Regions from separate parts of the Gossypium hirsutum genome. Here region 1 is linked to region 2. Evidence: chromatin contacts called from public Hi-C data. All regions are on one chromosome and are shown on one strand. Each heading gives the region's core, a stretch centred on a gene start, on an enhancer-like site or on the middle of the called end of the contact. The rest is flanking DNA. Distances are from core to core; before and after follow the strand shown. Region 1 holds the start of LOC107916901. Region 2 holds the start of LOC121229075 (40S ribosomal protein S19-3).

Region 1 (2,700 bases), core at 138-2,637, 280 kb after region 2:
AGCTCTAATTCCATTCCAAATCATCATATACTTCCAGCACATATTCATAGCAACTTTCAATGTCTTTCATAGAATAAAAAACTAATGAATTCAACAAGTGGACCTAGTTGTAAAAGTCACAAAAACACAAAAATTTTAAGAAATAATCAAGAATTGAACTTACTTGAAGTAAAAATATGAAAAAACAGCTTAAGGGAACTCTTTCATGGTGTTTTTGCTGATGAGAATGCAGAAAAATAAAGAGAAATCTAGATAATTCCACTTTAGTCCTAGCTTTATTAAGTAAAATTTTCAATTTTCCAATTTTACCCTTAATTCTCCTTATTTTCTTGCTGATTTCATGCCCTTTCCTCAAGGTCTATTTTCCTTTTAAACCCTCTTTCTTTTATCATTTAAGCTATTTAATCATTTCCCATAATTTTACATTTGATACAATTTAGTCCTTTTTGTTCAATTAACTATCAGAACTTTAAAATTTCTTGACGAAACTTTAATAATAACTTATTAACACTCTATAAATATTTATAAAAGTATTTATGGCTCTATTTAAAATTCTCGAGTTCTCGATACCTCGTTTTCGATTCTAATTATTTTAATATTTATTTTTAGTACACTATTCACTATTTCAAAATTTTTCCTAACTTCACATTTAACTTATACTCACTAAATTAATAATATTTCCTACTCATTTGTCGGATTTAGTGATCTTGAATCACTGTTCCGACACCGCTGAAAATTAAGCTGTTACAATAATAGATGAACTATTTGACCTCTAGAGAAATGATTGTATAAAACAATAACGCCTCATCATCTGAAACCCTTTTTCCAATAGTTCAATGTCATATCAATATTTTCATCCTGAAAAAAAAATCAAATCCAAAGTAAAATATTGAAATTCATAATGAAATTGCTGATGTGGCATAAAACTATTAGAAAAAGGGATAATCTATGTTTCATACAATCCAAAGGGATAATCTATGTTTCATACAATCCTTTCTCATTGCAATAAAAAGATTAAATTATCTCAAACAATATAACTTATTTTAATTACAAAAAAGGCATTTCTATAATTTCCTTAATTAAGTTGGTGACCTAGTTGAGGGTGATATAAACTCAGTAAAACACTTAATAAATAGTATAAATATTATTAAATTTAATTATGATAATCGAGTTTTAATTTAGTAATGCATTTAAATGTAAAAAAAGTATAAAAAATAATATTAATGTATCAAAATTTATTACAGTATAAAAATTAAAAATAAACTAAAATATACAAAGATAAAAATTATCTTTTATAAATTAAAACTATCTTTCCTTTCAGTTTCTTTTTTTTTGAAGTAAAATCGAAAATACATTAAATCAGAGGATATGTGGTATAGTGATCAAAGATTTAAAATCACCAGCTGTCTAACAACTATCAATAGCGTATTTGTAACTGAGGCGGTGCCTTGGGTTTACCTAAAATTAAAGGAAAAAGAAGAAAAACTAAAAGAAAATGAAACGCCTTTGATAAGACCCTAAATCAATGCAAAAACTTAAGTATGCCAAAAAAAACCTAAACCCTATCATCAATTAGAGTCACATTTCCTTTTCTTCGCATTCTGTAGTTATGGTGGAATATACTGGTTGTGCCTTTTCTTCACTGCAAAGATTCTCATTTAAAGTGCTTTTACCAGATTTCTCCTAAATTTGAGTTCATCAGATAATGTTGAGGACATGCGTGTTTATGTTGCAACCCCGAACTCAGACAAAATGTCCATATTCTACCGATTCTAGAGCCTTCTTTGGTCATTGGCGATGATGGGTTCAATCTCCATCGGTACTTCTTCAACCCAACAGGATGGATTATCCAAATTGTATCCTCGACTAGTAAAGGCATGCGCTGCTTCATTTGTCTTTCGAGGGGTATATTCAAGGGATAAGGTAATAAATTTGATTTTTTTCCTTTGGATTTCACTAATGATGTTGCCAATCACTGATCTATCCACTAAATCTGACTTAAGCTTTTTAATGACTGTAAGGGTATCACCTTCGACAACCATATCTCGAAAATCCATTTCTTCCCCAAAAATGACTGCTTGTAGACATGCCTTCGATTCCGCAGTGGTCAGATCCCCTGTCCTTCCTATTGGGTAAGAACATGCTCTCATAACAAATCCTTCATGGTTTCTTATAATAACTCCCGCAGTTGCTGTCATGTCTTGTTGCAAATATGTTGAGTCAAAATTGGCTTTGACCTGTCCTTCCATGGGGGGTCTCCAAAACATCTCTCTTGGAATGAGTCTGGTTTCTGTTGATGATTTAACTTGCTCTAACTCCCTTAAATAAGCTTTAATAAAACCGATAACCTCTTGTACCCTTTCCTTTTTTCCTTCATGATAAATTCTATTTTGTTGTACCATATTGCCCAATTAGTAATTGCCATGACTGTGCATACTTTAGTATTATTCGTGTGGAAGAAAAATGCTGACCATTATTTCCATATATGTCTTGCGTTTGATTGCGAGGTGTCCAACCCAACTTCTTGTAGGACCTGTTTTGTGAATTCACAATCTCGAAAAATGTGTTCCATGGTTTCTTCTTCAATTGAGTAGATTGGGCATGCAACATCATTCCTTAGTCTTCGAAATTTAAGAGTACTAAGCTCGGAAGAAAATTATTGACCTCCCTCCATAGATGTATTTTTATTTTACTTGGGAT
Region 2 (2,718 bases), core at 3-2,502:
CTTAAACAGATGAGTGCTTATGTACATGTTAAACATTACCTTCAGATGAATTTAAATCAGTGTATTTGTTTCTTGTTTTAGAAAAGAAGATATATGCTTCAACATTCTACATTTCACAATCCATTGTCATAAACCACATAACTACGCTACTCGTACTCGAGTGAATCCGTCATGGATATTTGCAACATTTTTAAGTTAAATATATTCAAACAATACATCTCTCTACCCAGTCTGCATGTCACAAATATTGAGCACATGTAGACAAATAAAGTATTTAAGAGTAACACTGGCTTAGATTATTACGGGGATTTCAAGTATACACCTACATGCTTCAAAAAAAACACATACTATAAGTAATTTTTTGAAACAATGGGTTAGAGAAGAATTGTCTATCTAACTTTCTGAATAAGGAATGATACAATCATGAATTGTTTCCTCGTTTACATTCGTTGTTAGGGGTGAACTATAATAATACCAAAAAACGAATAATTCCAGTAGCAATCATATTATTGAAAATAAAAAAAAACAACAATGGTAGTAAAGAAAACTCACCCTTTAGGATCAATATCAATGATGTTCACATTCTGCAATTGCTGAAGAATGTGACGGGCAACAGATCCACTACTCTTGCAGAAATGGCGTGGGCGACTTCCATTTCTCTTAGCCCCTCCATAAATCCTCCTAAAGGCACCAACACCTAGACCTCCCCTCAAGTATATCTTCCTTGCCATGGAAGCTACAAAAACAAGAGATAACGATGATTAGAGCATAAATATGCATACAATGCCGTATCAGCGTTGGCCTGACAAAGCTATAAAACACATACCAGCTCTGATATAGTACCAATCTGGATCGTAGGGAGGAAGTTCCTTGAGTTTACCAGTCTTCACAATATCAGTCCATGAAGGAAGCTCGATCTATTTTTTTTTTAAAAATAAGTCAGATTAAGGAAAATTAATCCTTTTTAAGTAAGAAAACAATCAAAGATATCCAAATTTGCAGGTAGAGCCCTTATACATGAAAATATTATATCCCTAAGAAATAAAATGAAGAAAGCGAGAAAAGCAGAGCACCTTGCCGGAACGCTTGAGATGGGCGGCGTAAGCCTTGACGAAGTCATGAGGGGAAACGTCCTTAACAGTTCTGGCTGCCTCCATTTTCTCTGCTTATCTGACTGTCTGCTCCGTTTGCTGTTTGCGAAATAGGCTTGCAGCGGCACCAGACGGAGATAATATATATACAAGATTTCAAAGGAACTAGGGTTTATGCTGTATTTATAGTGCCTCTCTTTCGTCAATTACCAAAATAGCCCCCTCATGGGTCTGACTCAGATCCAAACCAAACCCATACATACCATACACATCCAAATCAGTAGTGTCCAATCCATGTATACACCCAAATCCCACCCAAACCAATATATTACTTCTAAATTCTTTCATTTATATCAACTATATTACCTCAATTATACCTAAATATATATATATAATTTAGTTATTAATATTTTTGAGATTATATTTTTAGTCACTTCATTATTAAATGGCTAACGAAGGCACTTTTTTAATTGGAATAAAAAAAATTAGTCCTTATTTTTTTATATTTTTTTGCTAATTTGATATTGATTCTATAAAAAATAATATAATATTTGAAATTCTTTTTAAAAATTTATAAAAATACATTAAATAAATCATTAAATAATAAAGTGAGGGAAAATTATTTTTGAACCCTTCGAAATTTCTCTCTTTGTATTATCTGTTTAGAAATATTCAATATTTATTCTTTAAAAAACATAAAACTATATTATAAAAATATTCAATACCCATTCTTTAAAAACATGAAAAAATAGAAACATTAAGTAAAATTAATGGTCTTTGTTTTTTACCTCTTCTATTTTTTTACAAAACTTTTTCATTATAAGAAAAGGAAAAAAATTGGAATATAGTTTGCTTTTACTATTTCGATTTTGAAAATGATTTAAATGAATTGAAATTTTGAATTGAGTTCGAAAAAGAAATTTTTGTAATATATTTTATATTTTTCGCTAAAAATAGCATTAGAGTCGATTTCACAAGTATCCGGGATATCAATTCTAGAATTTAAGGCTTATTCTACATCACCCAATTCATCATTTTCTTATTCTCTGACGTATTAATTCTTCAGCAACAATACTTTTGAGATTTTGATATTTTTAGAATTTTTATATTGACTTTTTTAATTTTTATTGAACAATTTTGTTTTTTATATAAATTTATATAGAATCAAAGTCAACTTGACAAAAAGAATAAAATGTGAAGACTAAAATTATTATTATACCAACTAAAAAGCTGTCATCATTAGTCACTTAACAGTCAAGTGACAGAAAAATAATTTTGAAAACTTTAGTAACTGAATTGTAACTTTTTTTTAATTAAGTGACCAAAACAAAAATTTACCCATAATTAAGTGACTAATGTTGTGGCTTACCCTAAATTCTTTAACTAAACAAATGTAACGCCTCAAAATTCTTATTCTTGTTTTTGCTAAAATGTTATATAATTGTGTATTTTCTTTAGTAGTTAAGTGTTTTAGATGTGTGTGTGAGGTCCCAAGTTCAAGCCTGGTAGTGGGCAAATTTGTTATTTTTGGAATTAAGCCCTATCTCTGTTTAGCGGGTTTATATTTAGTTATTTGTAATTTTATAATAGAATGGGCCTATTGGTTTGGTGGTTAAAATGTGTGTTG

Evidence for each region. Hi-C and Micro-C count contacts between places; a contact is called where the count stands out from the background.
Region 1: a Hi-C map of leaf shows a contact between it and region 2, with 2.0 times the contacts expected there. The contact joins the promoter of LOC107916901 here to the promoter of LOC121229075 in region 2. A contact is called at or near these places in 3 of 34 Hi-C or Micro-C datasets (all in leaf).

What each region holds. Positions count from the first base shown.
Region 1 is chrA01:17,663,458-17,666,157 of Gossypium_hirsutum_v2.1, forward strand. LOC107916901 reads left to right here and starts at 1,388. Exons shown (of 6, transcript XM_041112818.1): 1 at 1,388-1,923; 2 at 2,022-2,132. The coding sequence starts at 2,071.
Region 2 is chrA01:17,383,469-17,386,186 of Gossypium_hirsutum_v2.1, forward strand. LOC121229075 (40S ribosomal protein S19-3) reads right to left here and starts at 1,253. Exons shown (of 4, transcript XM_041112308.1): 1 at 1,074-1,253; 2 at 827-917; 3 at 553-736. The coding sequence starts at 1,157.